Linked DNA regions of Drosophila melanogaster: region 1 is linked to region 2. Evidence: chromatin contacts called from public Hi-C data. All regions are on one chromosome and are shown on one strand. The core of a region is the stretch at or near the end of the contact, and the rest is flanking DNA. Distances in the headings are between cores, read along the strand shown. Region 1 holds the start of Mnt (Mnt,). Region 2 holds the start of CG12535.

Region 1 (6,415 bases), core at 94-2,593, 220 kb after region 2:
CCGACGAACAAAGGTTACCACACCGGTGGGCACATTGCTGGCATCCCGCTCTGTGGGACACACGCGACGAAAATAGTGCATAATGCATTTAAGCTTCTCCAGAACTGCCGGTCCCGTCGATTGGTAAAGCCTTTTGATGGAATCGAATATATTTAACATACTTCGACTGAAGATATACGAATCTGGTGGACGCTCACCTGTTAAAGTTGATGTCTGGAAAAGTGCTGTACTCGGACTTCCTCTTGAGGGTGTTTCTCCGGGGAAAGGTGCACAGGAAGGCATTGGCCAACAGGCAGGAGATCTGCTGTTGGCTCAGGCTCAATGAGGCGTTCTTGTGGTGCTTGAGCAGCGGAACTGGCGATTGAATCAAGTCCGGTAGCCGCAATGCCAATCGGATAATGCGCGGCAATAGATCCTCGAAGAAAACCCGTGTTTCGCTCTCGTCCAGTTCCTCGTCGAGAAGTTGATGAAGGGCACGAAAGTGCCACTGATCCCTATAGGTGGTATTATATGATATTATCGCCGCCTGCAGTTCCTCACACGTCTTTATGGGCTGCAGAAGGGCTCGTTCGATCATTTCCCAGCGAAAATCGATGGTGGTGCTGCCATCCGGATTCTCCCTCGGATATTTCGACTCGGGCGCACAGGGCAGACGCACATGCTCGGAGTCCCACTTTCCCGGTGATTTGTAGGGGCGTGGCGGTGTTTCACGAATTGGCAGCTGGTACATAACCCGGTGGAGATTGCCGGCAGTCACTGGTGGCAAATTCTCCAATTCGAAAGGCTGCCGATTACGATGTATAGCCTCCATGGAAACTCCACGCCACGAATCATCTAGGGAGTTCGCCAGATTTTCCGGCTCCTCCTCCGTTTCTATTTCGGAAATCCCGCCATCCGGCGACTTCGACATCCTGGCGCAGTTTAAGCACAAAGCCTTGCCGAGTCGATTGGTCAGCACGGATGCACTTGCTCTGCGGCGATTTGCCGTAGATTGGTAAACCTTTTGGAATATCGGAAAAATCAAGTGTGACCTGAATTCTTGCATACCGGTGTTTTGGGGATGAGCGATAGCTGTGATGAATATCGCACTTTATAAATACCACACACTTCGATTGAAGCGTAGTGAATTGAAGCGTTTATATATCGAAATATATTCAAATATATGTTGGTATTCGTTTGAGAATGAATCAATAACAAATTCAAAATTGCATTGCCTTGAATTCGGCGGGCGAAAGTGTGACCATTACATGTGGTATTTTACCTCTCATTGTCGCTAGTATTTAAATACCAGCACGAGAAATACCAACACTGTGTCCGTTGCAATGCGAATTGCAAATATAACCGCCGAAGGAACAACAACAAACAAAAAGAAAAAAAAAACAAATCTTCCAGCAATTTGTCAACTATTTTCTCTAATTTTTTTTTAAAGTGTAAAACTATCATAACGAGCGCCAAGTTTTACGTTAAGTGAAAGGATTTTTTCCTGTCCTTCGTGCGGTAAAAATAATAGTGCATATTACCAAGGAAAATCAAGTTAAAGGCGTCTGCGAAACTTTTATAAATGTATTTAATACTCAAAAAGGTAAGAAGCGGCGGAAAGTAATTGCTGTTTTATGTTTTTATAATCACGTTTGGCAAGAAAATGTTATTTCGTTGACGTCAGTGGTCAAATCAAATTTTTTCAGTTTTTAACCCTTAATGTGGCACTGTCACTCGCACCTATGTATATATTTATGTGATTGTGGTATTTTGCTCAAGCTTACGTGTTGAAAAGAGGAAGAGAAACCGCTGCATACACGTGCAAAGACTCTGAGAATGGACACAAGAGAGCGAGAGAGGGAGAGAGAGAGAGCGCAGTTGTTTGTTTTGAAAGCGTCGCAAAAACAATACAAAAAAGGTCATACATAATTTGCACACACACTTGCATCTGAGGAAAACGCAAAAGCAAATTCACAGCTAGCTAAAAACCAAAATAAATATAATTTATGAAATGTACTTTTGCTAAAGTTCAACACACCTTTATCTCTCCGCGAAATTTGTTTGCACCATCTCTTTCTCTCCTTTTTGCGTAAACAAACGAAAAAGCTTTGCAAGGAGAAGCAAAAAAAAAAAACACAAAAACAAAAATCGAATTATCAGTAGAATTCTACAAAGAAGAGGCGTTTCTCTTCATCGCTCTTCGTACCTGAGCGTAGCCTTCAAATTTGCTTAGATTTCGCCTTGACCATAACCTAGAAATACTCGAAAAAAGTACTGTCAACTCTCAATAAGTTAAACGATCGATTTTCACATAAAGAGATAGAGAGAGAAAGAGACCAGATATTAAGTGAAATTTATTTTACTAAATAAATTTTCAGAAAAAGGTGTAAATCCCGAGCATTTAGATTTCGTTGATGAACTTTAACGCAATGGGAGTCTGCACTGTACATGTAGAGCTTTCTCTTTTCTCATTTGCGTCAGCGAAAATACTAGGAATAATCGGGGGTGGCGTTTCGGGGGTTGGCAAAAAAAACAAGCAACAACAAAAATGCATAGAGCCGAATAATCGCTTGGAAAAAGCGAGCGACGAAAACGCGATGTTAGTAAACTTTTCAAGGTCACCTCAAAAGCATGAACTTATACTAATCAACAGCTGAAAGAAGCAGAAGACTGCACTTCCATGAGTCAGTTTCAGAAATTAAACAAAACGAGGGAACCAAACCAATTTGAAAATTCAATTTACATATTTGTGGAAATTTCTGTTCTTTATTAATTAATATACAGATTTTAAAGAAATAATTCATTTTTGTATCCGAATTCTGATGCACTTCACACATAATTAAAGCAATGTTACCATAAATTATATGGTAGGCAGATTGTATTGTATGAAGAATAAAGTATGGAATAAGCATAAAATATAATAATATATGTATGTATAGAATAACATCAATGAGTTCTTTTTACGAGTGATCACTGTACACATATTTATGTGCGAAAGTCGAATTATATCATGTGATCCCGAATTGTTTGAAATGTTTGGGCTTAAAAGATCGAATAAAAACATCTGCAAATGGATCTAGAAGTTATTTATTTTGTTAAACGCCTTAATCTATAAGTATATTTATTCGCATTGACTTGCTTTTGATTGGGGGAGGCTTCAGTTGTATGCAATAAAAAACAAAACTGAAATGATAAATACAATTGCGTTTGCTTGTTTGTGTTTCGACTTTTTTCTTGGGTTTTGTCAACGCGACTTGGCTCACGTTGGCAAAACAAAGTGCAAAATGATGAACGAGAGGAGGAAGATAGAGTGGAGAAAACCTTGCAGTTACAGGCTGCACTGGCTATGTGCAACTATATATGAATGTATATATGTATCTATCCTCCACTGCATCCAAGCACTCCTAGCTAACTTATAAAGCCAGAAATAATTGTCAAAAAATCCTACAACTGTTTTTAAGTTTTTATTGCAATTGTGCAATGCAGTGCTGTTCACACAAGTGCAAGCATGCAGAGAGAGAGAGAGAAACGTAAATAGTTGACTAGAAAGAGAGGGCTGGCCACACGTGTTGCTAAGGAGGGTCGCTCAACTTTATCGCCCAGCCACCGGGATCCCTTCGCGTACCCAGCAAACCCACAATTTATTTCTTTTTTTTTTGCCAGTAAATATTCGCACACTCTCAAACAAACAAAATAAGAACAACAACAGAGTGCAAAAAAATAAAATTCGCATGCGCTGATGACCTTGAGAGTTCTGCGAGTATAAGACGGAAAAAGCGAAACTGAGACGCCTGCAATGCGAAATGGGGAAGAAAAAATATACAACAAATATCACAAAGAAGAGCAAATTTTCTTTTCAACAAAAAAACAAATAGAGTTTGCGAATTCGCTTGTTAATGGGAAGAATTCTTAAACGAATAAGACGCCTTTGATTTTTGGTATCTGAAATTATGTATTAATAGCAAGTATGTATACATATTATGTTCAACATTAAATGCAGATTATCTATTTATGTTTTGCATCATCAGCACTCATAAATAATTTATCTATTTACCGCTATTATTAATGCAAAAGGCCCCTATATGTATATGCACATATACATACATATGTAAGTATGTAGATATTCATATTTTTTAACTTTTGGCAATGTTCACGCCCCCATTTAAACAAAAAGTGAAATCGTTTTTACGTAGTATTTTGCTGGTTTTCAAAATAAGAAACCAAACAAGCAAACGAAACAAAAATTCACAACAAATAAAAATAGTGCATATGTATGTATGTATGTACAAAAATATGCAAAAAGCAGCACAACAACAATATAATAATAAATAAAAACAAAAGGTGATGGCCAGTCAAGAAGGCCTTAACCCCAATAAATGTGTAAAAACAATGAAAAAGCAACAAGCAATAGCAACAAAATACATAACATTGCTAATTTATTGCGGTTTGTGGGTGGTGAAAGTACAAAAATAAAAAAGGGCTTAAGCTACCTAACAGATGGAGTCTTTCACATTAATCCAAATATGAAAATTACAGACAAGAACATTCAATTTAATCATACAAACTAACTTGCAATTAAAGATAACACAACGGAATGCCGACAGATGGCGCCACCTGATGATATCAGATAGAAAATGCACAACCCATACTGAATGGGATATTAATCTATGTATGTATGTATGTAGCTAATTACATAACCTTAAGATACAAATGCAAGATTATTTACAAAATAATTAAATAAATACATTAAGGAACCAAAACGAGTTCAGTTACGATCATTATATAACGAACTGGAAAACCGAAAAACCTTGAGACACAAAAAAAACGACAAAAATAAATAAACCACAAACAACTAAAGCAAAAAGTCGAATTTTTTCAAGCTAACAATTGCAATTATTTCAACATTAAAAGTTATTTGGCGGCTGCAAAAATTAATTCGATTTTAATTTGGCGCGCATAGGTCTGTGTTGCTATCACCCTTACGATAACTGTCTTTGTTCATATGTATGTATATGTATGTATGTATAGAGAAGATATAGATGTAGGTTTGTCGATCCGATCAGTAAGTAAATAAGTTTTGAACTAGGTTTGGGTAGTTGATTTAATTAGTCACCTTAAACAGTTCAAACAGTATGAAAGCCTAGTATATACATTTATATTACATTAATGGTTTCCGTCTTAATCCCTTCAGTTAACATTGCAATTTATTGCTTTATTACGCCGCTGACGTCAGCGACGCCGGCAGCGCTGCAAGCAGAGGCGTTGTAACAGGGTCTCATTTTATGGGGCGGTTTTGTACAGGGTGGAGCGGGGGGGGGGGGGTGGTATTAGTCACTAGTGACAGCCACAGACTAAAGGGCACTTGTTGTTTGTTCGTAGAGAGAAAAGTGGTATTCGTGGGGCTAAGATTGGAGAGCCGAATGGCCCGCTGACTATAACAAAAGTTAGGTAAAGCGAAATGCTGATAAGCTGAATAGTGAGTAATGATCACACAATTTCAAATAACGAAGTGCAGGTGTCTGTATAAATTAGTAAAAAAAAAAAAAACTTATTGTGTGTATTTGAATGGAAGACAAGCGTTGAACTAAATGATTTTCAATTCAGTTTAATAGCTTATGGAAGAAAGTACAATTTATAAAAAAAAAAAATCACAAAGCGGTTTGCTGCAATTGTGTAATCAATATTTTTTATCAGGTTTCCTTATGCTGTTGCATGACTAAAATGCAACTACGATGTATCACTAATATAATTTGAAAATAATTGAATTTTCTAGAATTGAAAATAAAGCTGTAAAAAATGGAAACTCATAACTGAAGAATTGCTTTCATGCTTTCTTCAAAGGAAATTCTAAGTATACAATTTTCCCACACGCTTGTTAAATATTAATCAACAAAAACCAACAGCAAACTGCCGAAAATTATAAATAATTATTTTTGTCACATTTTCAATGTCAACGTTGTCATACATTTTCAGCACACAAATTAGCAATCTTTTTTTTCTATTTTTCTCTTCATTTTTGTTTTTGTCTAGTGCACTCTGAATTTTTAAATTGTTTTTGGTACTTGCGTCACATTAAAAATTCTTTGGTTTTTGGTATAGAATGATGTTGATGTTTTATTATATTAGCGTAAACCAAAAGTTGGTTGTTTTATTAGTTTGTTCACATTGATTTTGTTTTTTTATTAAGGAATCGTTTTTATTTGTAAAAATTCTTTACACTCAATTTAATTATACAATTATTTTCATCAACTTGTGTTACTGTTTACTGTCAACCATTGTTCGACCTGCAAAGAGAAAGAGAATAAGAAAAGAAGAGCGGGATAGAGAGTCTATATTTTTCACAATGTGCACATGCCTCGATGAATGTGTGGGTGAGTGTGTGTGTAAGTTTTGTATCTGACATCAGCGACAACAATAACAAAGCAGCGTGCAAAGC
Region 2 (6,479 bases), core at 2,231-4,730:
ACGCATCCTCATCTGGCGATAGTCGAACAGCCAAATGTTAAACATTTTCGCGCATAGTGAGATAATATAGTATATAGTGCGCAGTCTAACAGAATCTTGTTGCCATTTGGATTTTTTTCCATTTGCTGTTGCCTTAGAAAGCGCATCATCGGATCGAGAACATACATATGTACATACATATTTTTATAATTATATATATTAAAAAAAAAAAAAAAAAAAACGGAAGCAAAGATAGCGACAGCGCATCTGTTGTGTAAAATGATGATAGTTTCTATATGATCATAGTTTTCAGAGGTGAGAGTTCCCATTGAAATGAACCCATTTCACAGATTACAGCCAACACAACCTTGCTGATTACAATTGTTGGTACTCATCAAACATTTTTATTCGCCTTAAATTCCAATATGAATCAAGTTGTTCCACATGATTATGCAATTATTGAGCCTCATAATGGCTCGCTATATTGGTTACTTTGTGACTTCCTAGAATCCAGTTATTGAGTCAGAATTTCATAACAGTAGCAATCGCTGTTATGAACAACTTTGCACACACACACAAACATCAGCAGTGTGTCGCCCAAAGGGCAACATGTGAATGTAAATATTTAACCATAATTCATTCAGTTCAGTTTATTTCATTCATTTATTAGACAAATGCAATGCCAGTGACTTGGCAGCTTTTTGTGGGGGGATTCTCGATTCGTCTAAAGTCCCTCTAAATAAAAAAAAATCATAGCTAAACCTATCTTTGTGGCGATCAAATACAACTTATGCATATCAAATCGCCGGGTTCAAAGAGCTTTGCGAGGGGAACTGCTAGCTAATTGTGTGAGTTGCTTATTTTTTTTTTTCCCCCGGAATGCAGTGAGTAAACTGGTATACCCTTCCGCCTCGGCCCGTATTAGATACTAGATACTACACCACATACTCGTATTCACACCTCTCAACTTGTCGAGGGGGAATTATCGCAAAATGCCGGCAAGACAGGCGCCAGTTTTCATTATCTGGGAAAGTAGTTTCCACGAAACCCTTTCGCGGGTAAATCACCGCCAACTACAACTGCCGAAACGATCGCTCACGTTGATATGGGTTAAGTAATATTCTGTTTAACTGGATATATGCACATATGTACATACATTCATACATACATATGTAAATTGGGCGGCTAAGGTACATGTTTTAATCGTCGATATCGAGGACCAACTGTGGCAGTGCAATTAATATTGGCACGCCATAAAATACTCGTAAACAAAAGACCAAAGCAAAACAAATGAGTGGAGAACGGGGAGCCGGCAAAAGAAAAAAATCAACAAAAAAAAAAAAAAAACAAGTCAAATAAAATACAAACACATACCCGAATTTCCCTCACCATTTACGATCCCACATTACTCTTTCTTTTTTGCACATTTTTTCTTCTTTTTTTTTTGCACTCTTTTTGCGCTATTTTACTAGGCAATGTTTACTTTGTTTTCTGCTGTTCCGCTTTGTTTTGCCCCTCTTTTGTTGCAAAATGTTTACCGAAAACCTTGAAAATTGAAATTATGAACTTGACTTTGGTTGTATTTGTATTTGTAGCTAGCCCAAAGATAAAGGAGTTACAGCAAACAGCAGCGGAAAGCATCAGCAGTAAGTAAGTAAGTCAAATGCTGTTTGCCAAATTGTTTTTTCTTTTTTTTGTTTTTTTTTTTTCAAAAAAGTACGAAAGAATGAAAAAAAAAATAGGCAACTTTAAGGCAACAGAGAAGAACACCTGTGGGTTTTCTTCTGTGTTCTTGGAACACATCAAATGGGACACATTAAGGGGAAACAGGAAAACAGGAATGCTTTGAAGAACCTGCAAAGGACATAAGTTCGTAACAAAAATTATAGTCACCTATTAATAAAGTGAAATATGCGCATAGAAATAGATAACTAAGAAACTATATAATTAACTTAGAAAATATACAATATATTATGATTCTTTCCAATAGTGAGAAATTTGCCTTGTAATATTAATAAATTTCAAGTAATTTTTTTTTCGGTGCAAGGCTAAATTTAAATGCGATTTATGTATGCATTTATTCATTATATGCATTTGCATATATTGTAGTAAGCAAAACGGCCAAAGTTGCTCGTGCAAGTGCAATGGAAAATGCGATTATTGGGTGAAACTACTTGACTGGCGGCAACTCGCAGCTTATCGGCGTAACTGTAAACTGTATTATAACGATGGGCGGTGGGTGGGGGGGAGTGGGGAGTGGAGTGGGCGTGCTCACCAAATGAGAGAAAATGGCGCCAAGCCAAAGCTTCGTAAAAATGAAAGCCACGTGCATGGCTAATTAACAGATGTCCTCTCACTGCAGTCTTATCAACTGCACTGCAAGAAAACAAATCGAATTAGTGACTTAAATAAAATAAATTTCAGTATCTACATATGTACATACGTTCGTTTGTCTAGTTTTCTTTTCTGAGCTGAACTGCAATTTGTAGAAATTTTCGAGTTTTATCACTTTGATTCACATTTGAGCCATCTTGTTTTTTTTTTGCTTATTTTTCGCTTGGCGCCCCTCCATTGCCACGCCCACTGAGCAGCAGCGTTTCCCACATTTGAAATGCTGATGAAGCGACTAAAACAAAGGGAAAAGTGCAAGTAATGAGCGGCCAGTAAGGAGATACCCTAGCGTTATTTTGTTTATGTGTATGTACCATATATACATATATGTACATACACGTTTGCCGTATAAAAGTGGCAATTGCGACGGAAAAAATGTCTGGAAATTGATTAGGAAAATGAATTTATTACATCTCGTTGTTAAGAATGAACAGCAAATTTAAAAACCATTATCGATATCAAAAAATAATTGCTCTAAAACTGAACGAGTTTTGCACCACAAACCAAAATGCCCATTGTGCAAATGAAAATCAATGGGTGGCGAGAAAAACAAACAGAAATTTACGATAACTGCACCTCTTGTGTTGACATTTTACACTGAAGGAAAAACGGTGTGGGGGGGGGGGTGGTGTGGTGCTTGCAGCGTAGCTAATTTGCCAAATGCACAAGGAAAACAACAAATAGGAACCGGGAAAAAACAAAAAAACAAAACAAAAAACGACTGATAGAAGGTGACAAAGTGCAGGGCAAAGTAGAAGGCGAAATAAAATTACGGTGCAAATAGAAAATAGCTGCGCGATTGGGCAAAACCAACAACAACTGAATATAAACAAAGACGCAGACGAGACATAATAATAATAATAATAATAATAATAATAATAATAATAGTACACACTGCTGCGCCTGGACCAAGTCCATCAAAATAATGTGTGATCAAATGTCTGGGTGTCCCGATCATTTATCGAACGGCGAATACGAAAATAATAATAATAACAATTAACAATCGGGACAATTTGAGTGTAAATTCCACGAACTATTGCATTATTGATAACACATACATACATATGTACATTTATATAGTTTTTTTGGGCACGAGTTATGGGAAATTGGTAATTGCAGATATGAAAATCATTTATTTTTGGACACACTGCTTCCGAGCGTGAGATCACGAACTTGTTATCAGGTTTCAGTTTCAGTTTCAGTATACTGCCTTTGGAATGTATCAAATGTGTGTGTGTGCGTGTGTGTGTGTGTGTGTACTCAAGATAATACCAGGACTCAATCGAGCTACCAAAAATAGACTCTTATATTAGTAGTATAAACATTGTATAATTCTATTATGACTCCACTAGATACCATCCAGGTTATGCAACTTTCTCGCTAGATTTGTTATCTTATCTACGAACTATCGTACCCTAGTCCCATACATACATACATATTATTCCCGAATCCGGCGGCTTTAGAATGCTCAATGTTCGGTTGCAGCTAAAGCTATTGTCATATCCCACTTTTCGATCCCGGAACTGATGAACCCCAGACATAATCCCATTAACCATTAACCATTAACCATTAACCATAGCATCATAATCTTTGGCTCGACTGCTGGTGGGCCAAGGGCACAATTGTCGAGTGTGCAAATGATGTACGTATGTATGTACAATGTACAACGAACGACGACTAAAAAGCGTGCAAACATTTGCCTATATTGGCATTTTTATTTAAGAATGACTTTACGACTTATTTTCGCATGTTGCACAGCATGTAAAAAGACGCGCCAGGCATTTAATTTTTTAGAGAGCTTTTTACATACATACATACATGCATACATATGTATGAACAATGTATTTAGATGGAGCCTTCGTGCGCCGCGAAATATTAAATGAAATAAATTTTAACTGCAGTTGACAAAGTTCGGGGACGGATGTTGGACGGGCAATAAAGCGAGCAAAAAAAAAAAAACAAAAAACAAAAAAAAAACGACACAAAAACACAAAAAATAAACCAAAAGCAGTGTGTGCGAAATTTGAAATGAAAATAATTAAATCAGCGAAAAGCATGGGGAGAAATCTGAAATTCGAATGCACGATAATAGACTTCTATATAGTATGAGTAGCTATAGTAGCTATGGCTGAAGTATATGTATGCACATATGTATGTATGTACATACATATGTATGTCTGGTGTGCATTTGTCTGTGTAATTTATGTATGCTACTGATTATGACCGCCCCTACCGGCTAAATTTGCACTTAATGCCATTTGCCTTGTCTCTAAGTCCAATGCGAATGCGAAATTCATATTAATCGCTCTCGGAAATACAAAGTATGAATAATTGTTCGCATTTCGCATGCAATTTGTTGCCTTTCGAATGCTACCCTAATACGGAGTACTAACACTTAGTCCGATCTTAGTACTGCCACAGAATGTACATATGTATGTACAAATGTATGGTATGTATTTACATATGTACGTGGAAGCACCCCTTCAATCAATTCCAAGATCACGAACTTCATCCTTCCATGCCGACCGAGTTCATCTAATTGAGTCAGAATGCGATGCCACAAATGTCGCAAATGAATCAAGAGGATGGGGAAAATGGGGAGGCGATTTGGGCGTCAGACGAGCTAGGGTTTGTTGTCGACGCCACTTTTAATCAAAAATTAACGTAATAAATAATCATAAAGAATGCATAAATGTCAAATTATAAATTTGGACAAGTTTTACGACATCGCACCGATCCGTACCCGTATCTATATCTGTATCTGCATCTTTAGCCGGCTGTAACATAAATATTCGCACAGCCAAATGGGCGTGGCAATCGCGGAACAAAAAATCAATGGATCTCCGGCTGGCTCCATCTTCGCCCTCGCCCCATACCGAATTTTAGGCCGCCGCCGCAATAAAATTTGTCTGGGACTCTCGTCCATCCCTACCCCAACTTTTATTTGTTTCGTTTTTTTTTCTGTTTTTCTGTTTTCTGTTTTTTTTTTGTGAGTATTTCCATGGGCCCATTTCACGTTCACGACCGGGCCAACAGAAACGGAAAATACTTAATATCTAATAACCTAAACCATGGAGAACTTTCTCGTTTGCTGCCTTAATGGCTCCATAAATGCTGGCCATTTTCACATGTTAAACAACTCTCTAATTTCAAAAATAACTATATTTTTATTTGCAGGAGCTAGTGGATTTGTATGAACATCGCAATGATGAATGAATGATGTGAGTGATTGGGTAAGTACCATTTAAAACGTTTAGTTTTATGCATGCATATATTTTCGTGTAAATACGGTCTTAAAACTGAGAAACATTGTAAGATTCCACAGAAAAAAAAGAAAAAAACAATGAACAGAATGAATCCTTAATCTGTGAAAGAATGCCACGCGGTCTCGAAATGTGAGTGAATTTATGTAAATATGTGTATGTACATACGTAGTTGAGAGAATGAAATTTCAATTTCGTTTCTTGGCGTCATTACGAAAATCGCAATTGTGAAATTGCAAAGCTTCTTTTGCCGGCTGAGCTTTTTCTCATATTTAATTCCATTTCTCTGTGGCAAATTTGGCGAAGAGAAAAGAGAGAAAAACTTCGTTTACACTTTGAAATGAGAAAATACGAAATTTACTCTCTTTTTATTCTCGCTCTCTTTGCCCTCTTGAGCGCTTCTCTTTGAGCACTTTTGCTTTGTTGTTTGAGTGGGTTATGTTCTTGCTTGTTTAGAAACATTGTTGCTGCAACAATTTTATTTATTGCAACATGTTTAGGTACTAAATGAAATGAAAATGCAAAAAAATAAAAGATATCATGGAAATTCGATAAAATAAAAAAAAAAAAACAAATGACAAGAGACTGACACATTCACTTGAATCGCAATCCCAAAATTGCTGGCATTAAAACCCTTTTCTACACATTTAAACTGAATTAGCATATCGGTGGCATTCCAAAATGCAACCAATGAATAATCGCATTTGAACGCGCTCGAAATGTTATTTATGCGACCGATACGATGTGGTATGTGGCCATGTGATCGCCAATCCTGATTAAAATATGGGTTAAGCGAATCAAGCGAAGAATTCTTTAAGCGTAGATGATTTTTCCACAAGCGCATAC

What was found. Hi-C and Micro-C count contacts between places; a contact is called where the count stands out from the background.
Region 1: a contact with region 2 is called in a Hi-C map of the Kc167 cell line, with 3 times the contacts expected there. The contact joins the promoter of Mnt here to the promoter of CG12535 in region 2. A contact is called at or near these places in 2 of 107 Hi-C or Micro-C datasets (the Kc167 cell line and the ML-DmBG3-c2 cell line) and 2 of 6 datasets of contacts at active chromatin or transcription factors (both in the Kc167 cell line).

What each region holds. Positions count from the first base shown.
Region 1 is chrX:3,670,458-3,676,872 of dm6, forward strand. It overlaps Mnt (Mnt,), which reads left to right and starts at 1,344. Exons shown (of 9, transcript NM_001169180.1): 1 at 1,344-1,582. Parg (Poly(ADP-ribose) glycohydrolase) reads right to left here and starts at 1,045. Exons shown (of 2, transcript NM_057973.4): 1 at 198-1,045; 2 at 1-130. The coding sequence starts at 910.
Region 2 is chrX:3,445,463-3,451,941 of dm6, forward strand. It overlaps CG12535, which reads right to left and starts at 3,481. Exons shown (of 4, transcript NM_001297909.1): 1 at 3,433-3,481. It overlaps lncRNA:CR44999 (long non-coding RNA:CR44999), which reads left to right. Exons shown (of 4, transcript NR_123782.1): 3 at 5,548-5,603.